Regions from separate parts of the Mus musculus genome. Here region 2 is linked to region 1. Evidence: chromatin contacts called from public Hi-C data. All regions are on one chromosome and are shown on one strand. Each heading gives the region's core, a stretch centred on a gene start, on an enhancer-like site or on the middle of the called end of the contact. The rest is flanking DNA. Distances are from core to core; before and after follow the strand shown.

Evidence for each region. Hi-C and Micro-C count contacts between places; a contact is called where the count stands out from the background.
Region 2: a Hi-C map of the N1E-115 cell line shows a contact between it and region 1, with 3 times the contacts expected there. The contact joins two enhancer-like sites. A contact is called at or near these places in 1 of 15 datasets of contacts at CTCF or cohesin (the NIH/3T3 cell line), 1 of 484 Hi-C or Micro-C datasets (the N1E-115 cell line) and 1 of 115 datasets of contacts at active chromatin or transcription factors (embryonic stem cells).

What each region holds. Positions count from the first base shown.
Region 1 is chr3:21,766,725-21,774,520 of GRCm38.p6, forward strand. All of the region lies in intron 1 of 7530428D23Rik (RIKEN cDNA 7530428D23 gene), which reads right to left. Among named protein-coding and RNA genes, the nearest start is that of 7530428D23Rik, 30 kb to the right of the region's middle. Within about 2 kb of position 3,652, at least 15 of the 459 cell types and tissues checked have an H3K27ac peak or open chromatin away from gene starts, as enhancers often do. A contact at or near this core is called in the N1E-115 cell line, where this site is marked.
Region 2 is chr3:21,856,306-21,864,101 of GRCm38.p6, forward strand. It overlaps Gm31813 (a long non-coding RNA gene), which reads right to left. Exons shown (of 8, transcript XR_001783797.2): 8 at 6,757-7,796. Among named protein-coding and RNA genes, the nearest start is that of 7530428D23Rik, 59 kb to the left of the region's middle. Within about 2 kb of position 3,001, at least 8 of the 459 cell types and tissues checked have an H3K27ac peak or open chromatin away from gene starts, as enhancers often do. A contact at or near this core is called in the N1E-115 cell line, where this site is marked.

The DNA.
Region 1 (7,796 bases), core at 2,402-4,901:
AACTGTAAGCTTATAGATATGGAAATGACAATTGGGTAGAATCAGCAAATATTTATTTATTTGAGACAGGATCTCACTATGCAGCTTGGACTGGTCTGGAACTCACTGTGTAGACCAAGGTGGCTTCAAACTCAGAGAGATCCACTTGCTTCTATTACCCAAGTGCTGAGATTAAATGAGTATGCAACATGCCCTGTTGGAATCTGGAGATTTTTCAAACCAATACATTTCATGTTACTGGACTACATTGTAGGTAGATTGTGGTCATCTGGTGACTATATCAGAGAGCCTGTTTACGTTTTAGGGTACTTTCTAGAGGATGAGGTGTTTTGTATCACAACAAACTAATCTTCAGCTGTATCTGAAATTGCAAAACCATGAGAAAATATCTCCTATGCCTTTGGGATTATCGTGCCACATGCCTTAGAACTAGTTATCATTGGTCATTTAAGTTTATACATGAAAAAAAGATAAAAAATGAAACTAAATCAAATACTTTTAGCAGGAACTATATTCATTTTGTCATGGACAGTTCCATTGTAAGCCTGTGTATAGTAGATCACCCCAAGGAGTTCTGTTCTAAAATGATCTCTAATTTGTATTATGACTCAGCTAATTAGAGAAAAACATTTTCCAGAGGCAAAACCAGAATCACATGAACTTCAGGACTGTTATCGATAAACCTCATGTCAAACTACATATGTCTCAAAAGTCAGAAGAATGAAAGAGATGGTTGGTCAACAAGCCTCATATAGCTAAAGCTGGTTGATGTGTTGTTTTCCGATGATGACTTAATGAGAAATTGTCGTGTGTACACACATCATCATTTCTAGTAATGGTATAACTTAGCCTAGGCTTGCCACCATCATCTAGTGATAGCTTATGACACAGAACTAATATCAAATGGATTACCATATATTCTTAGCAAAAGAGAAGTCGGATTTGTAGGAATAAATTATCCCTGCTCAGAGTTTGATGCCCTGCAAGTGGGTTCACAACCTTCTGTTCTCTTTGGTTGCTTCTAGAAGGGAGAGGTCTAGTGAAGGGTTCATTCTGCCCTGGTTCATTCTGTTATTATTGATTAAATTATGTTGGATAGGGGTTTGGGATAACAGCTCTGTGAGAAAATCCATCACAAACTTGAGGGTTGTGAACAACTTCAATACCCCAGAATCCATGAAAACAAACAAGCAAAACCAAACAGGCACAGTGACATGCAACTCTAATCTTAAAATTGGGGACATGGAAATAAAGCAATCCCCAAGGCTTACTGGACAGTCACCCTAGCCAAATCAGTGAGTTCTAGGTTCAGTGAGAGACTTGTCTCAGAAATAAAATATAGGACAACTGTGGTGGTTTGAATAGGAATGAGCCCCGTAGGCTCATATATTTGAATGCTTGGTCATAGGAAGTGATGCTAATTAACAGCTATTAGAAAGTTTGGCCTTGTTGGAGTAAGTCTGCTCTTGTTGGCAGAAGTGAGTCACTGGGGGTAAGCCTTGAGTTTGCAAATGCTCAACCCTGGGCCCAGTATCTCTCTCTCTCTTCTTGCTGCCTCTGGATTTGAATGTAGAACTCTCAGTTCCTTCTCTGGTACCCTGTTTACCTGTATGCCTTCATGCTCCCTGCCATGAGAATAATGAACTAAGCCTCATAGCCTGTAATCCAGTACAAATGAAATATTTTATTTTATAAGAGTTGCCATGATCATGGTATTTCTTCACAGCAATGAAATACCAACTAAAACAACAATTCAAGAAAATAGGACTTTGAGCTCTGGCCTCCATATATAAAAGTGAACTCACACACACACACACACACACACACCACATTAGAGGAGAAAATAAGCCCCACACATATTCCTTTCCTTTTCCAGACCTTTGACCCCATTCTCTATCATGAGTCCCAGAACATCAGCACACAGGTAAGTTGATATGAAAGGGATGAGGAAGGAGGCTTCTTGAGTCCTGTTATTATTATTTATCCTGTTAGCTGGTAAAGTGAGGATACACTTCATGCTATTGGCAGGCGGGCCCTGTAGGTTAGCACACATGATATACAGTGACTGCTCCCATCAGATGAGTCGGTATTGACTGAAATTTGTCAGGGGCCATTAGTCACCATGATTCGGGAAGAAGGATCCAGGGACACTTGCAGTAAGCTCCATGACAAAAAGGGTTTTATGTGATCTTCCTGGGTCACTGAATCTTTCTACAACCCAATATGCTGACACCTAAGAAGAGGCTGAGAAGATATTTACGTGCTGCGACCTGGAAGGGACATAAAGGGACGTTGGTAACATCCTCCATGTACTATCTTACCTTTCTCCACTTCATCAGTCAGCAAAAATATGGGATTACCAACAAACTACTCATACACATCACAAACTCCTGTCAAAGGAAGAAGAGATCATTTTTATGTAAAAGCCAGGGGACCAGGGCATTTGCTGCAAGATCATACCTTCTATATATGACAGGGAAACTACACCCATGAAATCTCAACAATATGGTTGCCTGATAAAGGCCTGCATAATACCAGTTGACACACTAATCTGATTGGGGTCAAAGAAGGGTGATGACTAATATATAGCATACTGACATATAGAACTATCATGTGGAAGTCTACTCATTTCTATAATTATTAAAACAATTATGTTAATTAAAACAATAACAAAGGAATGAATGTTTTAGTTTTTTAGGCAATATCTTGCTATGCAGCCTAAACTGGCCTCATATCTTTCTACTTCTACCTCTAAAAGGCTGGGATTACAGGTAGGAGCCACCAGCCTAGCCCAGATTCTTATGTTAATGATTATGTGGTGTTAACAACGCATATCAAGAGAAATCTATACAGCAGAAAATCTATTTATTACTGCATATTAACCCTGAAACTGCCTTTTGCAAAGAATGTGCATACTATCAAGTTCCATCTATGCAATTCATATTTCACTAAGGAAATTACCTGGGAGCAGGAAACAAAAGAAGGCAAGAAGAGGAACATCTATAATTCAAATGCTTCAGATTCCTACTAGGCCTGCCTTCCTCTTCACCAGAGTTTTAGCCCCATATACCCTGTACATCTGGTCCAGTGTGTCTCTTACTCGGCACTACTCTGAACAAGCATCACAAACATTTGACTCTAGAATCTCTGACATACTCTTTGCTGTGGTTTACCACCAGCCTTTGTCACTAGTAGATTTTCTCCAGAAACTTTCATGTAAATTCTCACCAAGTTACCATTAAACTCATTCTCTTTGTACACTGAGGATCCACTCTGGGCTGAATAGTCAGGATGCTCTCAACACCCACCTTTCTAAATTGTAGGCAATGTTGCCAAGTAACACAGTGACACACACACCATCCAAAACCCCGAAGCCTCTGTTGCCTTTAAACTATTTCCAGATTAGTGTCAGAGGAACTTAGAGAAATCTGCCTTGACAGATTCCAGACTCAATATCCAGTCCGCTTTGCTGTTGATGCAGGTAAGACACGAGGTCCAAGTTGGAAAGGCTGACCCTTGCCCTTCTCATAACTTAGTTCAGCCCACAGCAGCCCACCTCAGATCTCTGCAGTTGCTTCTGTGCTCTGCTGTGAGGGCCCTGCCTTCATTAGTTGCTTCTTGGCTCCAGTCCTGCCAGCTGTCTTCACTGCAGGACACTGCTGACCTCTTATCCAGCTCGTGTCTGAGCAGCTCTTGCCGTCCGCCGTCCTTCGTCCTTCGCTGCTTGCCTGCCAGCTGCTGAGATCTCTCCCACCTATAAGCCCATTTTGCATCTGCTGGATCTTCTAATTCTCAACTTCTGAAAAAGAGGCTCAGATCCCCTCAGTATAAAAGAGAAAGAAAACAGCAGCAATAAACGTTTTTAAAATGTTCAATGACCAAAACTTAACTCAAAATCAAATGCATAACGCATATGAAATGTTCCTGGGGGCACAAACCTGGGCTTTAGGAAAAGACCTCGCTTCAGCCTAGTTTCTGAACATGCCTGTGCTCATTGAACTGCACAGGATGTCTCGACACTCGGTCCCACCCTGGCTCAGATTCAAGAATTATTGTGTGCTATGAATTTTAGTATTTTTACTGTACATACCAAGCTTTCTGCTCTTACAGAAATATAATGTTTAATTACACAGAGAAAAGACTTTTAATATTTCCCTGAATCTGTCCTCAGTATGTAAGTATATAGTTGGTATAATTTTGAGTTGTATTAATTAGTCTTACAAATTGCCATGTGAGCTGGTGACTTGACTTTCAGTGTAAAAATTGTTAAATTAATTTTGTCTTGAGTCAGGAAAGAAATTCTAAAATGGTCATAAGCATACTTCTGCCATTTTGTATACTGTGTATTTATATGAAGTGATCCTCTCAACACTGATGATTATATGATCAAAATATTGACCAACTGTGAAAAATGCTGAAGATGCTCTGTCCTACAGTGTCTAATTTTCAGCTAATATTTAGTTCCTTCTGTCCATGTTTTCCAAGTTTTTACACCTAATAAAGACAACAATACAAAATCACAATTTCTATTTTTCCAGTTGTTCATGACACTAGATAGTCACAGGATAAATACGTTAAAAATTAAGACACCACTTAGGTATATTCATCTCTTCTTGGACATACACCAAAATGCCAAAAAAAAAAAAAAAATCGGTCTACAGAACTGGGCACTGTTAGGTTCTAGGACTGGAAAGATGGATGAGGAGGAATCAGCAAATTCAGCCAACAATGAGTCAATGGCGGCATCAGTAAGCAGGACATTTGCCTCCTCCAGATCCCTAATTCACAATGGTGGAGTTCTGGGCAGCAGAGAGTGAAGCTGTGTGGTCCAGGACTACCTATGTTTGATCCTCAACATCACAGCAGAAAGGCAAAGGGAAGGAAGGGAAGAAGAAAGGAAGGAGTAAGTGAGAAAGAGAAGGAGAAAGGGGCTTTGCTCGCTGATGCTTCCTCTCCTACAAGTTTGAAATTGTGTGATAACAAAAGAGATGGGCCTCCTATGCACTAGGAGTATTTATTTGTATGCTTGTAACTGCATTCTCCCTGGCAAGGGAAAGGGTGGCTCCCAATATGACTATGTTTAATGATGTGGCCCAGGAACTTGAATCAGGGGCTGCTCTCCAGTGGCTTTCTGTTTGAGACATTCCTCCAAAAGGGCCAGAGCAACTGAGAGGAAGGAAATGAGATGGGTCCCCCTGCACACCTGCCCCAGGCTGTCATCAGGACTGGCAGCAGTGCAGGACCAGCTGGGCCTTTTGAAATGGTTATTGGGACATCTCCCCAGCTCTGCTGCGGCTAGTCCAAAGCTGCTGGCAGCAATGTGCCTTCCTCCTTCTTCCCAATCTCACCCCCCACAATCCATTCCTCAAGGGTGTAGAACACTTCCTTTATGTTTTTTTCCTGTATCCATATGGTGCGGGGTTCGGAAGGGGAGAATTTTGGGCTGCCAGCCCAGCCAGAAGCTGAAGAATGTTCCCCCCCACTTCCTACCTCACATATACACAACCTCTTCCAGAATCTCAAAAGGAAGTCATTCAGGAAGATCTTTTGGAAAGATCTCCGTTTCCCACTAGAATTTCCATTCTCCAGGCTTCATAGGGACTCTCATGAAAATACAGGAACACTGAAACTCAGGGACCCTCTAGATTAAACATTCTACAAGGATAATGGAGTAGCCAAAACACTGGCTGTTGATCTGCTGGGCTGCATCTTCCTAGGAAAGGCCAGACAGAAGGTCTGTCCTAGTACCAGCAGTGTGTGGACATCTATCTGAAGAGCGACACTGGTCAGGCATTACTGGTTACCTGTTCTACCATAGGTTACTCCACTGATACTTGGTCAGTACTCTTCTGGATGTGGCTCTGACCCTACCATGCAGAGCTATTACTCAGGTAGTAGTTTCTGAAGTTGATTTATTTGTTTCTGACAGAAAATTCAAGGCCACTTGGATACATAGGAAGTTTAATAAGACCAGCCTGGGCTACAAGAGAACTTGTGAACTCCCCCAAAAAGTTCATGTCTTCTGTCTTATATAGCAAGTGCTTTTATTAGCTGAGCTATCTCTCTCCTCCCCCAAAAGTCTTAATATCTAATTTATTTCTTCCCTTAGCAATGAGTGCCGTCCAACTCCTGAGAATAGTTTATACTAAGCAGTTGCTTAGTTTCTCTCTCTTTCTCTGGTTGACTACAAATGAAGTTTCTAGTGCGTCTTCTAGATGCTTCATGACTTTTCCTCACCACTCTCTGGTTGTAAATGACAAAGCAAATGCTCACCATAGTGCAAAGTGCAAGCACCATCTAAGCAGATAGACAAAGCTCTACTGTCTCCCCTTCTACTGAACTTTTCTGAGCCTCAGCCTGACTCCTGCTTCTGACTGAATATCTGTAAAGACTGAATACTGTTATCTAGATAGAAAAAAATGATGGCTATAGTATGTTTAAGTATACACACGGTTTCACATACATGGCCTTTTCCACACACTAACCACACCTCACTCTTTAGGACATAATATTTTCAGGATGATCCCTCTTTCTGCCACTCTCACAAAAAGAATTAAGTCCACACTGTCTGGTTTTGACACAGGACCTCACATATTCTATTCTGCCTTGAACTCCTTATAGACTCAAGGATGACCTTGAACTCTAGATTCTCCTCTCTCCTCCTCCCAAGTTCGCAGAGTAAGGTGTGTGCTAACACACCCAGCATACCCAGCACACCCGGCACACCCACCTTCACTTTTTCTTTTCAGTGCCTTCCTAACATTTCATTATGTAGGTTCACTGCGATCTGCTCTGCAGGTTTTCTCTTCTGCTCCAGAGTCTGTGCTTACAATTATTTACTTCTGACTTGTTTTCACATGTTATTGTTTTGTTTTAATAATTAATTTTTTCCTTGTTTTTTTATTTTTTGTACCGATTTTCAATTGATTGGTTGATTGATTTTAAGCCCCGGCTTGCCTTGAACTTGTGGTAATATTATTTCCTGTCACAGGCTTTTGAATGCTGGGATTTAAGGTCATATAGAAGATTGCACAATCCAAGGTTTTCAGCAACTAAAAGGTTTATACTTTTTCAGAAGGGTGCCTGGTGGTGGGTGATTAGCTGAACCAACAAGCACCCTGAGCAGGGTCCAGCTGGGTATGTTATTCAAAGGGGTTTGTTAGCACAAAGGTGTCCTATAACTTACTTTGCGTAGTCAGAGGTTGGCCTCAGATTCTTATAAAAGTGGCTATCTGAAAGCAGTGCTGTTAACAAGCAAGGTGCAACCTTTGAGAACAAGAAGTCCCCTTATGCACAGAGCATAGCCTTAAGCACATACTGAGATCTGGAAGAAAGAAAGAAAGAAAGAAAGAAAGAAAGAAAGAAAGAAAGAAAGAAAGAAAGAAAGAAAGAAAGAAAGAAAGAAAGAAAAAAGTTAAAAAAAAAAAAAAAAACCTCACTGTGGAAGGGAGTTTTGTGAGATGGCATCTTTACAAATTTCATTTTAGATAGAAGCCCCTTTGTCTCATGTAACCCTTTGGTAGAAAGTTCCCACAACTGCATCCCTAGCTTTCTTGAATTCCCTTAAGCTCAGTTTTCCCTGTGGCAAGTGAGCTCTCTGCTTGTTCCCACCTGGGTTGGGTGGAGCTGTTCTCTGACATGGCAGGCTACTCCCACCTTCCCTAACTGTGTCTCTGATGGTCCTGCTTTTCAGACCTCTTTTCACTGGTCTCTGCAGGGCGGGTGCTTTTCAGAGAAGGGCACCATCCACTATCTACTTATGGCACTCTTGGGTTTGATTTTACAAGGTACATGTC
Region 2 (7,796 bases), core at 1,751-4,250, 89 kb after region 1:
ATGTGGCTAGACTCGCTAACCAATACATTCGAGTGATATCCTGACTCATGCCTCTTTCCCAGTGATCCTGGGAGCACTGGGCTTACATCATATGGATGGTAGAGTTCCAGCCTTAGGTCATCATACTTGCATATCAGGTAATTTATGAACTGAGTGTGTCCCCAGGCATAGTTTTAAATCCTAAAACCACATATTGTATACCAAACACTTTGCAAAGCGATTTTGAGCTATGTTGAAGTCAGTCTCAGGCTTCAGGACACTGCTGAATTGTATACAATGAAGTACAGGTCACAGGGGCTTTGTAGAAAGAATAGCCTGTGTAGTGTATGGATGCCTCACTTGTCAATTAAACAAGCTATGGCCTACAGGAAAGGGTAGAATATGATGTGGCATATCCAATAGGCAGAAAGGATTCTGGGACAGAGCCAGGCTCAGGAGACATTGCCAGAAAAGATGTGAGGAGGACAGACACATGGTACCTGAGCAGAGGTAAGCCATCACATGGCAGAACCCAGGATAAATGGGTTATTTTAAGTTATTAGCTAGTCAAAGAGTAAACCTAGCTATATGGCCCAGGTATCAGTAGAAATACTTTGAATCTGAGTCATTATTCCATAGTGTAGGGCTGGAAGAAAAAACACACATGTTAACAGTGCTTTGTGCCAGTCACCTTGGGAACACACATATGGCGCCTTCCATTGTGTATCTTAAAGCTGGCAAACTCCTCTTCTTTAGGAACTTTGGTTAACATGTGTTACAGCTACCACTTGTCAACCTGGCAGAATCTAGAGTTATCTTGGAAACAAATCTCCCAGGCATGCCTGGGAGAGATTTCTCAGATTCGGTTAACTGAGGTGGGAAGTCCTTAGACATAGATACCTCCATGATCTTGGAGATGTGGATCGTATGAGTCTGGACTCAAACTTGTGTCTATTTGACTCCAGAGATAGTGCTCTGGGATTAGAACCTGTTTGGGGACCTTCCCCACCAGATCTTTGGAAGACAATAATGGCTCTACACACATGGGACACCACTTACCTTACCACAGGTGGGCAGCACCATTTCACGGGCTAAGGTCCTGCAAGGAACAAAAGGGAGACCATGAACTGAATACCAGCATCCATCTCCCTCCGGTGCTGATACAGCATGCACAGCCATGTCCAGCTGCCATGACATCTCTGGCATGAAGGGCACCTTCAAACTATGAACTCAAGTAAACCCTTCCTTCCTTAAATTGTTATTTTTGTCCCAGCAACAAATGTTAACCATAATCATGAAATAAAAATTTCAGACATTTTCAAATTGAATTTAGTCTAGTTTTGTAATTTCTTATACTTTGTCTAATAAAATGTTAGATATCCTTTTGTGTTTATTATAGTGTTAAAATGTGGGTGGAATAGGGAAATGATTGTCATAGGGTTTGTATTCCTGAACAAAACATCATGACCAAGAAGCAAGTTGGGGAGGAAAGGGTTTGCGCAGTTTAAACCAAACCTTTGGAAAGATGGGGGCTGGGGGGGGGGGGAGGCATTCTCTACACCTATCATACTAGTTACTCAGAAACCGAAGCAGGAGGAACACATGAGAAACCTGATGCAAAACAAAAATTAAAATGGAGTAGAGGTGTGGGTCAGTGGTAGAGGTCTTTGCTTAGCATGTGTGAGTCTCTAGGCTTGAGTCCAGGAAAGGAAGATAGCAAGGAAGACAAGAGGAGAAGCCAAACAACTACCTCCACACCTTCCGGGTGGTTTCCTACACTCACCCTGCACCAGTTGTTACCAAACGTTGTTTTATTTTTATTTTTAAGTTTTAATATTGCATTTATTTATTTAGCTTAAGAGTGTACATACTACATCAATCATGTGGACGTCAGAGGAGAGTGTGTTAGAGTTGGTTGTCTCCTTGTACCATGTGTACTCAGGATTGAACTTGGATTGTCAGACTTGGCAGCACGCATCTTTACCTGTGGAATCATCTTGCAGCCCAGTAATACCCACTCTCTTGCCCTTTTCTGAATGAAATAGGTCTCTAGCTTCTAAAATCGGAAAGTAGCATGGGCAACCCCTACAAAGAAGCCCCATATTTTTCCTCCAGATAATTTTTATAACTGCTATAATTCACCATCCCTGACTCTTCACACTCTTACGTCAAAGTGTTCCATTTAAATTATTTATGATTACCTCATTAACATTTATTGGGCCATATAAAATATGGAAGAAGACTGGCACCCAATGTACAACTTTTTGGCTTTTGATTCAAATATTTAGATTCCAAACACAATGTTTTGGGCAGGTTAATATCGTACTTAAAAATAGAACATTTACAGGAAATATCAGGTATTTATTTTGTGATCAGTGTAAGAAGTAATCTGCCCAGACAAAGCTGAAACTTGGCAAGCAAGACCCTGTCCCTCTACCAACGTATAAGGAAGGCAGGCACAGTGTTTTGTTTCTTCTTGACAACAACTGTGTGTGTCTGTACATGTGACTGTTGCTGTGATAATCACCATGATCAAAAGCAACTGGATGGAGGAAAGGACCGTTTGGCTTATAAGGTCAGTCTACATCACTGAGGAAAGCCAAATCAGGAAGTACAGCAGAGACCAAGGAAGTATGTTGCTTAAATGGCTTGCTTCCCAGGTTTGCCTAGCTAAACATTTTGGTACATCTCAGGCCCACCTGCATAGGGATAGCTCCACCCTCAGTGAGCTGGTACCCTCCTGAATCAAGTTGCAAATAAGAAAATGTTCCACAGGTATGACTACAGGCCAGTTTGGTGGAGGGAATTCTATTGAGGTGACTCTAATTTTTTCAAACTGAGAAAAAATAACCTTCACCCGGAAACATAAAATTGAAGAAGAATGAGTGTGTCTGGGCAGGTGGCTGACACTTAGTGGTGGAGTACTTGTTGAGAATATAAGAGGCTCTAGGTTCAATCCCCACTGGCATCCAAAGGTGGGAAATGAACACACAGTGAGAAGAAATTCTTAGATGCTGATTCAGCCAAACACCCTCACAGAGTGAGTGGATTAAGAAATGGAGACTGTGGGTGCCCCTTTCACCTGTGTGTTCTATGACCCCTCCACAGAGCTTCTGGGAGGACTCACATCAGTCTTCTAGGAAGGCATCGAATCCGGACCCAAGTCCTCTGGTCATTGGTATCTTACAGTTGTCAAGTGTTTTCAATACAAACTCTACTTGTGGAGATCCCAAAAGTATCCCAGGATTACTGAAAGTATACACAGTCAGCTTCAATTGTCCTTCCCCAAGGCAACATCTGCAGCTTGTTAAGGATGGAGTACTTGAGTAATATAGAGAGAATGTGAAAATTGTGGAAGAAAGCAATAGAGCCACCTCCACAGAGCTGGTTTAACTTTGTTTGGCCTGAAATCCCAGCCAGCAAAACACAGAAAATATGACAAAGGCAGCTTTTTAAATGCTTGCTGTATAATTTCCAGTGAGTAGCTAGCCCATTGCTGGAAATGATTCTGAAGGCAAGCTCTTTCCAGCTTGTTCCTCAACTAATTTAGGTGCCTTGTTTGCAGCACCAAATGTGGGATAAAAAGAAAGACGGCTGGTTGCTTCGCACCTGATCTAGAATTCCATTATTATAAGCCAGTTATCCAATTGAAAAAGAAATCATCTAATCTCTCAGCCTATTGATGAAGTAATGAACTCTCACTGCTCCGTAATAAATATTGCATGTGTCAATTGGATTAAAAGAGAGTTTGGAATTTCTTCCTGTGGCACCTGGCACAGTATATCAGGCTGCAGATTTTCTGTCTTGTTTTTGCTGTAGCAAAGATGGAATGTTGTCCTCCAAGGGCCAAATGTCTTTAATTGGCTTGTAAGAACACACCCACAATACTGGCAAATGTCTCCAATAGTGGGGACCTTTAAAGATAATATGACACTTTGCATGGCAAAATGCTAGTGAAATTCAGAGGATTTCTATAACTGGCTGGTTACATAGTTAACAGTCTATGGCTTTTACTCTATCTTTTGCCATGAATACAAAACCCTCCTTTCATATCCACAGGGTTAGTTTTGTTGTTCTGTCTTGTTATTTGTTTTTAATCTATGTCTATTTATGTATGCTGTAGTATGTGGGGATGGGAGACACACATGCCACAAAGCCTGTGAAGGTCACACCTTGTTTAAGACAGGGCCTCTTTTTCACTACTGTATAACCAGGCTGGCTGCCCAAAACTCCCATGGACTCCTGCCTCCACTTCCTATTTGTTGTTGAAGCCCCCTGGCTTACACACACATGCTACCATATTCATCTTTGCATGGGTACTGGACAGATCCACAGCAGTTTACCCACTGAGCCAGTACCCCAACCAGTTAAGTATTTTTTAAGTGACATAGTGGCTAATTTCATTAACTAATTGCACCCTTCCTTTCTGAATCAGCAAATATTTGACCTCAGGAGAGGATAAGACATCCTGATGAATGCTAAGAAGCATCATTTCCTGAAACAGCAACCTGTCCTTTTTACTATAGTACTCTATCTGCCAGACTACTAGATTATTGTGAATATCAGTACCCATTTCATCCAGTAAATTCCTTTGCAAGTGTGCTTTATCTGGAACTTGGCCTGGTAAAAGATATGATGACACTCTTAACTCTTATCTATTTAAATGTAATAGTAATGTGCCTACCTTTTTCTCCACACAGCAAAAGATCTGTGAAAAACAATGTCGCACATAAGGTCAATCTGAGGTTCACTTCAGAAAGGCTCCATGTGGTATTTCTGCCTTCCTTGTCTAGTCTAGAGTTTGAATAATTGCTGCTGACTGTCCAAGCAGAACACTGCACAATTTATTTCCCTCCTTTCCTGGCTGAATATTAGCCTCACTTCTCCAAACTACCCAGGTCTAAGGACCCAATTCAGACCCAAAACAAAATCCAAATAGACTTCCTCAATAAGAGAAAAGAAATTCAGGTTGTTTAAATGTTTTGCAGAAACATTAATGCTTTCAAGGGAAAACATATATAGAATATGTTAAGGAAAATTAAAAAGTTGATCAGTATCAGTGTAGATAGAGTGGGGCTTATTGTCATGGTTCAATTAAGAGTCTAGCACTCCGATCCAACCCCTCTGACTCACTAGCTCGAGGAGAGTAGACAAATTGTAATCCATCCCTTCCTAAGACTCAATTTTCTCATCTGTGAAATGATGGAGTTGGCTTGCTCCCAAAGGTCCCATTAAACTCTAACGGGTTGAGGCTGTGACTCTATAAAACATAGAGATGACTAAAATTGGAGAAGGAGGCAGATGGTATATTGGACTCAAGAGCTCAGGCCAGGATAAGCTCTGACTACTTCCTGAGAGCAATGAGTCAAAATGTGGAAAGAAGAGCGACTTTGTTTAAGAAGATGCGAGCATATTAACAACAAACAAATGTGACCAGAGAAGACCAGAGAAGGAACTGAAGCAGGTCAGAGGGTACCAGAGTCTACTTCTAAAGTTCAGAAAGCAAGTGCCCAATGAGACATAGATGTGTAAGAATAACAAGACAATTGTTAAACATTAGTGAAAACATTACTGTGAATAGAAAAGGAGAGAGAATGCCAGTACAAACCTGGGCCATCACATACCCATACAGCCATGCTCTTTAAAAGACAAACTGTGTGGCTCACGGTAAACACGCTTTTAGAAAACCAAAATTCTTTGTCAGTGTCTATGATCTGACCATGCTAGAAAGCTCTGGCATTGTAAGTGTTTGATAGGGGAAAGAATCCCTGTTGAACTATTCTATGAAGATTCTCTGCAGAAGTGTAAAGAGGCAGAGAGGGCAAGGTATGGTCAGGAAAACTCTGTATTCTCAGTGACCCTAGTCTGAAGTGTCTAGAGAAACAAATAAACAACTCAACAGGTAAAGGTGCTTGCCACTGAGACTGAACACTTGTGTTTGGACCCCAGGACCTACAACTTAGAAAGAGGTCCTCTGACCCAAGACAGAACCAAATAGGGGGTGGGGGTAATTCTGCTATATTCATAGATCAGTTCCTAGCCAAATTAGCATCAGAAAGGCATGGTTCAGAAACTAATGGGAGCAAACAGATGTAGAGACCCACAGTTACACACTACACAAAGCCAGAGGAACTCCAAAGAAGAGGGAGGAAGGATACTAGGAACCAGAGAGGCTAAGAACATCACAAAAACATGACCCACAAAATCAACTAAGTAGGGCGCATAGGGGCTCACAGAAACTGAAGTGACAATCTCTAACCCTATATGGGTCTGAGTTAGGTCCTCTGCATATACATTATGGTTATATATCTTGCTGCTCTTGTGCTACTCCTAAAACTGGGAGGTTGTGGGGGAGTATCTCTGATGATTTTTGCCTGTCCCTGTGATCTTTATCCTCTGCTCATTGTGAATCTGGGGGAGTGGGGAATGTGGCAGGGCTGGGGCAAGCAGAGGTAGGAGAAACTGTGGTTGGGATATACTGTACATAAAGAGTGAAAATAAAAGTAAAAACAAAAATTTTAAAAAGTTCCTCTTACCCTGGCAATCACATGCTACACACACACACAGACACACACACAGAGACACACACACACACACACACACAAAGATAAATAACTAATGTGGAGAACAACAGAAGAAGATACCCAATGTATCATGTGAGGTCAGAGGCCAGAGCTTCTACATGAGCTCTGCTTATTGGCACACATATATGCATGCACATATACACAACACATATACACATGTACACACAAAAAGAAACAGCAAAGTGACCTCTGTGACATGAACAGACAAGTCCAATGTTGGCTGCTTTATTGGGTTCTTATATCTACCACCCTTCTCCATCCCAACCCCTTCCAACCCCCAACACTAGGGAGGAGAGAAAGACAGTTAGAGGAAAAGGGGAGCAAAGATCTCTTTAGACTACTTCCTGATGATTAAGGATGTTGGGTTCCTTGGAGCAAGTCCAGTCTTCATCATCAGGATAGCTAATTTCTTCTTGTCTCTCTTCTCGTGACCACTTAACAAACTATAGAAACAGGCACCAGCAGCAGCAACAGAGGTAGAAGGAGCCTCCCCCTCTCAGAGCTATGGCACTTTTATATATACTCTCAGAGTCTCCAGAATTTTAAATATAATCCACCTTTAGCTTGCAGAATCACACCCTGCCAGAGCATGAGACCAATCATAGTCTGCTACCGTGAACAACCTAAAGCAGCCTCATATTGCACACCTGGGATTAAAACAAAAACATACTCACATAACATTTCTGTATTTTTAAGGAAACCAAAATTTTTCACTACACAGCAAGGTTGGAACCTACAGCCTAAGGACTCAAACCAGCATCTGTAGTTATGGGGAAATGGGCAGTGGTAACATGGGAAGGGAAGAGACACTGTTTGAAGCATAGCTTTCTAACTTCAACTTCTCTGGACCTAGCAGTCATAGGATGTGAGTGTCTAAACAAAGCAGCAGCATTAGTGTCTTCTCCAAAGGTACCATGAGTTAATACAATAGTACATTTTAAAACCACATGATAAGCTGGGCATAGTGGCGTATGAATGTAATGCTAACATTCACAATTGTGAGGCAGGAGGACTGCAAGTTTGACATGAGCCTGAAATCCATAGTGAGACCTTTTCTCAAAAGAAAAGAAAGAAATAGAAGAAAATTCATAAAACATGTAATTTTTTTAGAGTGAAAATTTGTAGAGTGAATCTATATTGCAGCAAATACACATTTTTATTCCTTTTTCAAAATTCACAAAACAAGGATAAAACTCTTAGATGAACCATTTGGTTGAATTTTTTACTTTGGTT